Regions from separate parts of the Mus musculus genome. Here regions 1 and 2 are each linked to region 3. The links are chromatin contacts, called in public Hi-C and Micro-C maps. All regions are on one chromosome and are shown on one strand. The core of a region is the stretch at or near the end of the contact, and the rest is flanking DNA. Distances in the headings are between cores, read along the strand shown.

Region 1 (3,077 bases), core at 505-3,004, 54 kb after region 3:
GTGAAGATAAGCCACTCACAGGAGCCCTGGTACCAGAGGATAAACTGGTCTCTCACGAGTAAAGACTTGTCTCTCTGGCTTCTAATAGCTTGGACTCAGTGTTAAATTTACATATGCATTATTTCCAGCCTGTTGCTTCACCTTTTATAAATCATAACACTAACATGGGCAAAGCAGAGAGGATTCAGAATTTTTGTCTGCTCAGTTCTGGCCAAAATAAAATAAACCCTTCACTTATTTTGGTGCATATGTGTGCAAAGAGGGGAAGGGTGGAGACCGAGCTTGTACATGCCTGTACATACAGAGGCCAGAGGTTAAGATCAAGTGTCTACCTTGATCATTATCTCCACTCTTTTTCAATGGATTGGTTTTACTTATTTATTCTAAATTTAAAATTAGCATGCACAGTAGTTGGTTTCATTCTGTCATTTTCTCTTTCCAGTCTTCTCCCCCATCCCTCTGACACTGCCAGCTTAATTTCTGAGGCAAGTTCTCTTACCAAACCTGGAGTTCACTATTTCAGAAAGACATGGACCACTGTGCCCAACTATTACATGGATGCTAGAGGTCCTCTTGCTTGCCTATCAAGCACATTACCTACTGAGCCATCTCCCCCATTTTTTCAGTAGTGAGATGAGCCACCAAGAACCTGAAATTGCTGGGACATGTGTTCTGATATCATATTGTATCCCATGAAAATGTACAATTAGTGTGTGCCAGATTGGATGGATGTGCTTAGCTTGAAAAGGTTCCATTAGCAACATGAGAATCAATATAGAAAATAAGATGCAAATTTGGGATGTCTTATGCTAACAGTGCGTTTGCTAGCTGTCTCTTTCCTTGTAATTATCATTGTTGAGCCCTTTAAAAAAAACAGAAATAAAATTGGAAAGTTGTTAATATTTTTAAATCCTTCTTAGATTCTGGCAAAGCCACAGTTATCACCTTTTTACCTATATTGTCCTAACCCTTACCTAACAGAATCACTGAATGTATGTACTACTGCCACTATGCAATCCTTGGGTGTGGCCCTTATTAGGTCTAACATTGACCTACATAGGAACCCCGATTCTGCGAGGTAGTGAACACTCAGGCTTGAGCAAGTGTCTCCGTGTCTTAGTTTCCTCTTCTCTACGGCAGCAGCTAGTCATACCCTCATAAGCACCACATACAGACTGGTTACTTCTTCCAGCCACTATTCATTTCATCTTTATAAATTAAATTTTCATTTATTAAATTTTCATTTAATCCTCGAAAGTACCATCTTCATAGTACAGGTGAAGCAACTGGGACACAAAGTGAGCAATCGACTTCCCTACCCTCCTATGACATGTCATCTGCAGAGCTAAGGATTCTAAGGCAGGTAAGGTTCCAAAGCCTTAAGCACACCTATAGTCTCTGAAAAGGAGGCTCTAACAAGTTGTCTACTAGGTAGCAGCAGGTTGTTATTCAAGGTCTGTCTTTTCTGCACTCTGGATTTAAAATAAAAGAAGCCTATGGAAGAGAAGATAGACAGGCGAAGGGGGATGACATAGAATGTGAAAAGGGACCCAGAAGAAGCAAAGTACCTAAGGGAATACCTAAGAAAAACGTGATGCTGGCTAGGCCCAGAAAGAACAGGAAATGGAAGCCTCGGTCTTGCCTATTGCATTGCAAACACACACTAACTGAGCATGCCTCAGATACCTGAGAGAGTCGCCTTTGATCCCACCCTATCCCTGAGGCGCTGCTCGGGTGTGAGCCTGACTTCCCCAGTTCATCTCCCAAGTCCGCCCCACGCCGGGCGGGGCCTGGCCGGACTGCTCTAACTGCCCCCGCGAGCCCAGGGCACCAGCCACGAGGTGGCCGGCACGGGCCTGGGTCAGGATGGCTACGTGGAGACGGGATGGCCGGTTAACCGGCAGCCAGCGGCTCCTGTGTGCGGGGCTGGCCGGGGCGTTCAGCCTCAGCCTCACCGCGCCCCTGGAGCTTGCCACTGTGCTGGCCCAAGTCGGCAAGGTGCAAAGCCACTCCCTGGGGCTGTGGGCCACCGGACGCCGGGTGTGGCTGTCCGAGGGGCCAAGGGCCCTGTGGAAAGGGAATGGCGTGGCCTGCCTGCGCCTCTTCCCCTGCAGCATGGTACAGCTGGCCGCCTACCGAAAGTAAGAGCCCGGTGGGAGGGGTCGGGAGATCGGACTGGAATGGCAAAGCTGCCACCCTGATGAATCCTAAGAAGTCTCAGTTTCCCTTCCTCTGTAAAACCGGATGGGAGTCGGGTGGGGGTGGAGGCTGGCCTTGGGAGGGGGCTACAAGGCCATATGTGTGGCCCCTAGGGTACAGTAGCAGTTTTTCACATGCTCTTGAGATTCTTGCCCTGTGAACTGCAGTTTTGTGACCTCTTGAGTCTTTCTGGGAGGAGGCAGAATTAGCAAATGATATCTGGGGGTAAAGAAACAAAAAGGCTTCCCATGGCGATAAGGTCTATCCATTCCCAACGTCTAGTAACTTGAAAATGTTTGCTTTTCTGGCTTAGGAGAGAACGCTCTCTTTTTTTTGTTTGTTTTTTTTGTTTGTTTGTTTGTTTGTTTCTTGAGACAGGGTTTCTCTGTATAGCTCTGGCTATCCTGAAACTCACTCTGTAGACCAGGCTGGCCTCGAACTCAGAAATCCGCCTGCCTCTGCCTCCGGAGTGCTGGGATTAAAGGCGTGCGCCACCACGCCCGGCAGGAGAGAACACTCTTGATGGTGTGTAAAAAGTGAGACCAGTGTCCTAAGGAGTAAGTGGGTAGTACAGGAAGAAGGACCAGTCTCTTGCCTCAAAAAGAGTTCTGTCCACCATCCCCATCTCCAATCTCAGCCTAACTTGGCTTTAGGATCCAACAGGGTCTGCAGCATCCTTTCTCCAGCAGGGACTTGTCTCCTCAGCCTAATGTTTCCCCCACTCCCAGCTGCCATCCTGCGGCGGCGGTTTCTCACCTTCTCCCACATCAACCACTGCTGCGAGAATAAGAGCTAAAGATGCAAGGGAGTGACCTTAAAAAGAGCTCAAGGATGTTTGCATGGGAGCTAGAAAGGAAGCCTAAAAAAGGAAGTCAGTG
Region 2 (2,781 bases), core at 150-2,649, 45 kb before region 3:
GAATCTCACATGCTTTAAAAAAAATTTTCTTTTAAAAAACTGAATTTGAGAGATCCCCACTACATTTTCAGAATTGAAAAGGCATCCCTATCAATTATACTTCACAATCTTACAGTATTTCAACAGTATGAGGTTTCAAAGGTAGATCTGAGACAGGAAGAACATCAGGTAAAATGGGTACCATCTTTGAAACCCTGTGGGAAATAAAAAGACCCAGGTAGTCCCCATACTGCAATTCAGAGTTCCAGGGTTCCAATCAACACATGTTTAGAGTTAGTGACATTCAAAAGTGCTCAGGTAGTGACTGGTTTCATAAGCAGGTGATAAATGTAAAAATGGTACTAGTCCCAGTGACCAACATGCTCAGAGACAGCAGTATCCAAGACATGAGGCTCCCCAACTTGCTTTCTTCCCTGATACTTCTGCCCATCTACTCAAAGCTCAAGACTATGCATTCCAAAGGCTTAGAGGTTTACCCTGCTTTCTTGGGTCAAATTAGAAGCAGTTTAATTCCATCCACGGTAGGAACCTCACAAGGCCCTTGGTGGTCATCAGTGGGCAGAGGCAACGGACCCTGGGTAGTGGTTAACTGGAATGAATGTCACTGAAGCAGATTGAGAACCAGAGCCCTTGGCTTTTGCATACAGCAGGGAGGAGGGCATCCTTCAGCTTTCCTAAGCAATCTAGTACACCCTAAGGAAAAGCTTCCAGTGACCTCAGCTGCAGCAGCGGCCACAGCGCCCCCTAGTGCGGCACCAAGACCCAAGAGAGCAGCCGAATGGATCCAAGGGGGAAAGCCTAGGGGCATCTCTAGAAAACCTGGTTTCCACCTAGAGCAGGCCTGGCTACCTGGGTTCTCTCCAAAACCCCTCCCAAGTCCTCACTCAGGGTCCAACGCGGCCCTGCCTCCCAGGCACCCAAGACTCCGGTAGGCCAGGGCGGCCGGCCAACCGGGACGCAGAAGGACGCAGCCGCCTGGTCGATTCTCAGAAAGGGGGGGGGGGGTGTTATCGGGAGCCTCAGCAGCCGCTGTACCTTCACGCTTAGCTCCGCTGGGGTAGCGGAACCGCTACCGCTCCTGCCGCCGCCTCCCTCCAGCCGCCGCAGTGTCAAGGATCAACCCTCCTGGTCGCTCTCTTCCACCGCCGCGGGCGAGGCCAGCTGTTGAATGGCTCAGGTCGCGACACAGAGTCGTCCTCGCCGCATCCGAGAAGGCGACGCAGGCGCGCGCGCTCGTGCCAACGCCCCGAGCGCCCCTCGCCCCGCTGCAGGCCCCGTGAGCTTCCAGGTGGCTGCCTCCTGATTCCTGGCTGGGGGCTACAGGGTGCAGGTTTGCACGCCTGCCTGCTCCAATCCCTTGGTGGGCTCCAGCGGACCAATTGACTCCCCTCGAGAGCTCCGCCCCCTTCGCTGCCATCCCTTGACTTGCCGGCAGAACCAATGGCAACCACCGACTAGACCCGCCCCTAGGATTTCCCCAGGGCCAATCGCCTTCTCCCGAGCAAGCATTAAAGTAACCCCGCCCCTCCTGTACAGCCAAGCAAGGGCCAAAGTTAATTCCATTGCAAGGTTCTAACTAGCTCAAGGTTTTGTCCAGTTTACTCACCGCCCACCCCACTGCCTAATTATGTGATTTAGAGACTGCAGACACCACCAACACCCACCCACTACACACACACACACACACACACACACACACACACACACACACACACACACACACACACAGAGAGAGAGAGAGAGAGAGAGAGAGAGAGAGAGAGACAGAGAGAGAGAGAGAGAGAGAGAGAGAGAGAGAGAGAGAGAGAACAGTGCTACAGGCCTTTAATCCCAGCACAGACAGAGGCAGGCGGATCTATGAGTTCAAGGCCAGCCTGGTCTACAGAGTGAGTTCCAGGACAACCAGGGCTACACAGAGAAACCCTGTCTCGATAAAGAACAAGCACAAGAAAAGAAAGAGAGCCAAGACTGGGGGAGGGGGATGCAAGCATGAGGACCCAGCTCAGATCTGTAGCAAGGGTGTAAAAGTTGGAATGTGGTAGGGTGAGTTTGCAATTCCCATTGCAAAGGGAATGGGAATTAGGCCAGAGGTGGTGATACTGTGTGGCTTTCTGGACCTTGCTGGTCAGCCAGGCTAGCTAGGCAATTGGTGAGTTTCAGGTTCAGTGAGAGACCCCGTCTCACAAAATAAGGAACAAAGCAATCAAGAAGACACCCGATGTTGACCTGTAGCCTCCACACACTTGTGGACACATACACATTTTTTACAAGAGAAAAAAACATCACGGAGAGACTTACCCACCGTCATAGCTGAGAACTAGCCACTCTCTTGACCAGATCTTCCCCATCAAGAAGTCAGCAAGAACCTAGGAGAACACTCACTGGTTGTGGGTTTATTTTCTTCTTGTCCAGTATCCAGTACAGGAGCTTAGACCCTGTATGCTGGGAAACTTCCAGGAACCAGGCACCAAGACTCCCTGACTCTGCGATGGTCACTTTGGTCTCTGGCCTTCTAGCCTGAGGATAAGCAAAGGTAGCCTTGCCTCTCCTTCTCCATGGTTTTCTAACAATTTAAAGACCATTCTCCTGGCCCACTGTTCCAGGCTCTGATGTTCAAAGACACAAATTGAGGGTCTTCTCTGAATGTAAGCCAATTGCCTTAAATCTTTTGAAAACAGACACCAGGAACTAAGTGTCCCTTCCAACCCTTGCCCAGATGACATTTCTTTGAGTTCATCAACATGGAATTCACTTTCTCAGATGACAAATCACAAAGTTGAC
Region 3 (3,070 bases), core at 352-2,851:
GAAGACAGTTACAGTGCACTTACATATAATAAATAAATCTTTAAAAATAAAAAAATTAAAACAGGTCATGTTATGAGTGAACTATGTAAGAAGCAAATAAGGTTTATCTTTTCATAGTGTCACATTTTATTGAATAAATTCACAAAGTATGACAATTCACATTGTGTATGTGTGTTTTAATAAATGAAAGTAAAGGGCTGAAGAGGCAAGGAGATTCAAAAAGGCCTGAGAGGAAAGCTGATAGGGATGGAAGTTCTGGAGAGGTTTTGATAGAGAAGCTACAGTTATCGGTAGGGTCAAGCTACAATTTGCCCAAACCCACTCAAGAAAAAAACAAAGCAAACTTATGATTATGAATGAAATTCAAGCAGTGGTTAAATACATCAACCAGTAGGGCTGGTGAGATGGCTCAGCACGTAAAGGCACTTGCAACCAAGACTGATGACTTGAGTTCAATCCTCAGATTACACTTGGTAGAAAGAGAGAACTCACTCCCCCAACTTGTCCTTTGACCTCCATGCTTATGCCATGGCACATGTAGAGAGATGATATTTGAGAAGGACAATCTGAAGTCCCTGGTTTCAGTCACAAGCTCCGTGACTGTCCTTGTTGCACATACCAAGGTTAGTTGAGAGGTGGTTGGGGCCTGTTGCTGTCATAGTACTGTGTGTTCACCTCCTTATGGAGTCTAGATGAGGAGTTAACACTCTTTCCTTCTTAGACCTGGTGTTCTAAAATGTTTTTAATATGTGCAATGTACCTTGATACATTTATAGGGTATGACCCTTCATAAGCTCAGGGATAAGTCGTTTATCAGTCTGTGCTGCGTAGATAGAATCAGAGAGATGGTACTGTTCACATGTCCACTGAGGTACCATCATTCATCCTCAAAACTGCTTATAAAATGGAGTCACTCAGATCAAGACACAGTCTGGAAAAACACCATTTTACTTAGGGCATGGCACAACCTGATCTCAAGGGTCAAGGGTTTCGAGAGTATCAGATGATCCTCTCCGTGAGAGAAGTTGGAGAAGCAGAAAGATCCCTTGTACTTTTCATTGTTGCCTCCTTGTGGCTATTTCATCCAGTCATTCACTCTTCCTACAAACTCTTAAAGTATGTCTACTTACCACCACCACCGGCATGATTCCAAACACAGGGATAAGAGATGAAAAATGCAAAGAATGTTCCTGTCCCCAAGGAACCACATTCTAGTGGAGGAATGAAGAAAATAAACTTAAAATCTCCTCAAAGAGATAAGTATAAATAATATTGTGTGCAAAGATGATTATAAGACAAGATAAATAATAACCTTGAGAGATGAAAAAATCCTCTATGAAAAATGAGATATGAGCTAAAATATTTTTTAGAAAAGCTATAGACACATGATCTCTTATAGACACATGATCTCTTTCTTCTTAGGAGACTCCATAGCTGCTATGCAAATCAACCTAGCTCTCCCCAGCAACCAACTCAACAAACCAAGAGATGGGGAGAGGAAGCCACAATGAGACCACAAACAGTCTTGCTACACCCTGAGCCCAGGGCAATGATAGCCTGCTGCCTTAGAGTCATCAGAGGACCTTGTTTCTAAACAAGGAAGGCCTGCTCCAAAGTGATTCACTGGGGAAAACTCAGAAGGTATTTCCTTTCTCCAATGTGCTCATAACCTGTGTCTCATAGCATGGCAAAGGAATCCAGGCTTATTGTCAAGGGCTTCTCTAGTGAAATACAGTGGAGAGAGGTCTTTCATATAGAGACAACTGCCTAGTGCTTCCTGAGAGCAAAGCTGAGGCTAAGCCATATTCTTATAGCTTGCCACCAAGACTCCTTTTGTTTGGGTAGTTTTCTTTATTGCTTTGTTGGGTCTTGTTTTGTTGAAACAGGTCTCACTCTAGCCCAAGCTAGCCTGAAATTCAGTGTGTAGGTCTGGCGAGCCTGGAAATCACAACGATTCCCCTGCCTCAGCCTCTTGAATGGTAGCATTGGGTGTTTTCAGATGTAAACCACCACACCTATCCCTAATAATGTCTTTTAAAATCTTAAAAAGGAATGAGCTCAGGTGGCATCCAACTGTTGGGGGCTGCATTATGATGTGCTGCCACTGGGCTTTCTTTTTGTTCTTCCTCTGCAAGTTCCAGGAAGCATTCTATGTTAAACCTGAGCCGATGCCAGCCTTCCTCACAGGAAAGGTCGAAAGCCCCAAGATGAATGTTATAATTAAAAGAATCCTGGCTCCAAATGGCAAGAAACTGCATATCGGGATATTGAATGTTGATGGCCATCTGTTTAGAAAACAAACAAGTAGATATCCTTATTTGATAGTCATTCCCATTTTGATGAAGGTCTCCTAGGTATGATACTATACGTACATAGTGATTTGAAAAAATATAGTAATCTTTTGGAATTCTTTATGGATGTGAAAAGAAAACAATCCACTATTTTAGGCTTTAAAATACCTCCCTTTCAAAGCCCAATGTTGACTTACAAAGTCTTTATTCTGCAGACGATGTTTATCTTAAAGGGAATACATATTCTCACACATATTTCCTAAATGTAAAAAGATAATTGTATATTATGGCAAGTCACTCTCCCTCATGCTTTCTTATCCTTGATAGCAAAAAAGTACTTGTATATATTGTATATAAATAAAATGTAAATAAATGTAACCACAGAATCTGTATTTTCAATTTGAAATGCCACTCTCATTTTTTTGTTTTTGTTTTTAATTTTAAGAATACTTTATTTGGGGGAAGTTTCATACATGAGTACTGTATTTATGTACATCATTACTATTCCTCCCCCTTCCCCACCAACTTCCTTCATGTTCTAAGTTGTAAATATATAAACCAGCTGTGTCCGTTTAGTATTGCTTATATATGTATGTGCTTAGGGCTGATCACCCGAAATTGGATGACCTATCAGGGACTTGTCTCTGGAGAAAATTGATTCTCTCCCTCTTAGCAGCCATTAATTGCCTGTAGCTTTTCATCTAGGGGTGGGGCTTTTTGAGATTTCCAGTACTGCCATTGTGCAGGTGATATATAGATAGCTATATGTTTGGCCACTC

Evidence for each region. Hi-C and Micro-C count contacts between places; a contact is called where the count stands out from the background.
Region 1: a contact with region 3 is called in a Hi-C map of pre-megakaryocyte-erythroid progenitors, with 1.6 times the contacts expected there. The contact joins the promoter of Slc25a43 here to the enhancer-like site in region 3. A contact is called at or near these places in 3 of 39 promoter capture datasets (3T3-L1-derived adipocytes, embryonic stem cells and pre-B cells), 1 of 484 Hi-C or Micro-C datasets (pre-megakaryocyte-erythroid progenitors) and 3 of 9 other capture datasets (adipose tissue, liver and pancreatic islet).
Region 2: a Micro-C map of trophoblast stem cells shows a contact between it and region 3, with 2.9 times the contacts expected there. The contact joins the promoter of Akap17b here to the enhancer-like site in region 3. A contact is called at or near these places in 2 of 15 datasets of contacts at CTCF or cohesin (large pre-B cells and pro-B cells), 3 of 484 Hi-C or Micro-C datasets (embryonic stem cells and trophoblast stem cells), 3 of 115 datasets of contacts at active chromatin or transcription factors (the 230-238 cell line, large pre-B cells and neural progenitor cells) and 1 of 9 other capture datasets (pancreatic islet).

What each region holds. Positions count from the first base shown.
Region 1 is chrX:36,741,878-36,744,954 of GRCm38.p6, forward strand. Slc25a43 (solute carrier family 25, member 43) reads left to right here and starts at 1,755. Exons shown (of 5, transcript NM_001085497.2): 1 at 1,755-2,141. The coding sequence starts at 1,867.
Region 2 is chrX:36,644,015-36,646,795 of GRCm38.p6, forward strand. Akap17b (A kinase (PRKA) anchor protein 17B) reads right to left here and starts at 1,400. Exons shown (of 7, transcript NM_001081956.1): 1 at 1,036-1,400.
Region 3 is chrX:36,688,345-36,691,414 of GRCm38.p6, forward strand. No RefSeq gene overlaps it. Among named protein-coding and RNA genes, the nearest start is that of Akap17b, 44 kb to the left of the region's middle. Within about 2 kb of position 1,602, at least 47 of the 459 cell types and tissues checked have an H3K27ac peak or open chromatin away from gene starts, as enhancers often do. A contact at or near this core is called in the 230-238 cell line, pre-megakaryocyte-erythroid progenitors, pro-B cells and 1 more, where this site is marked.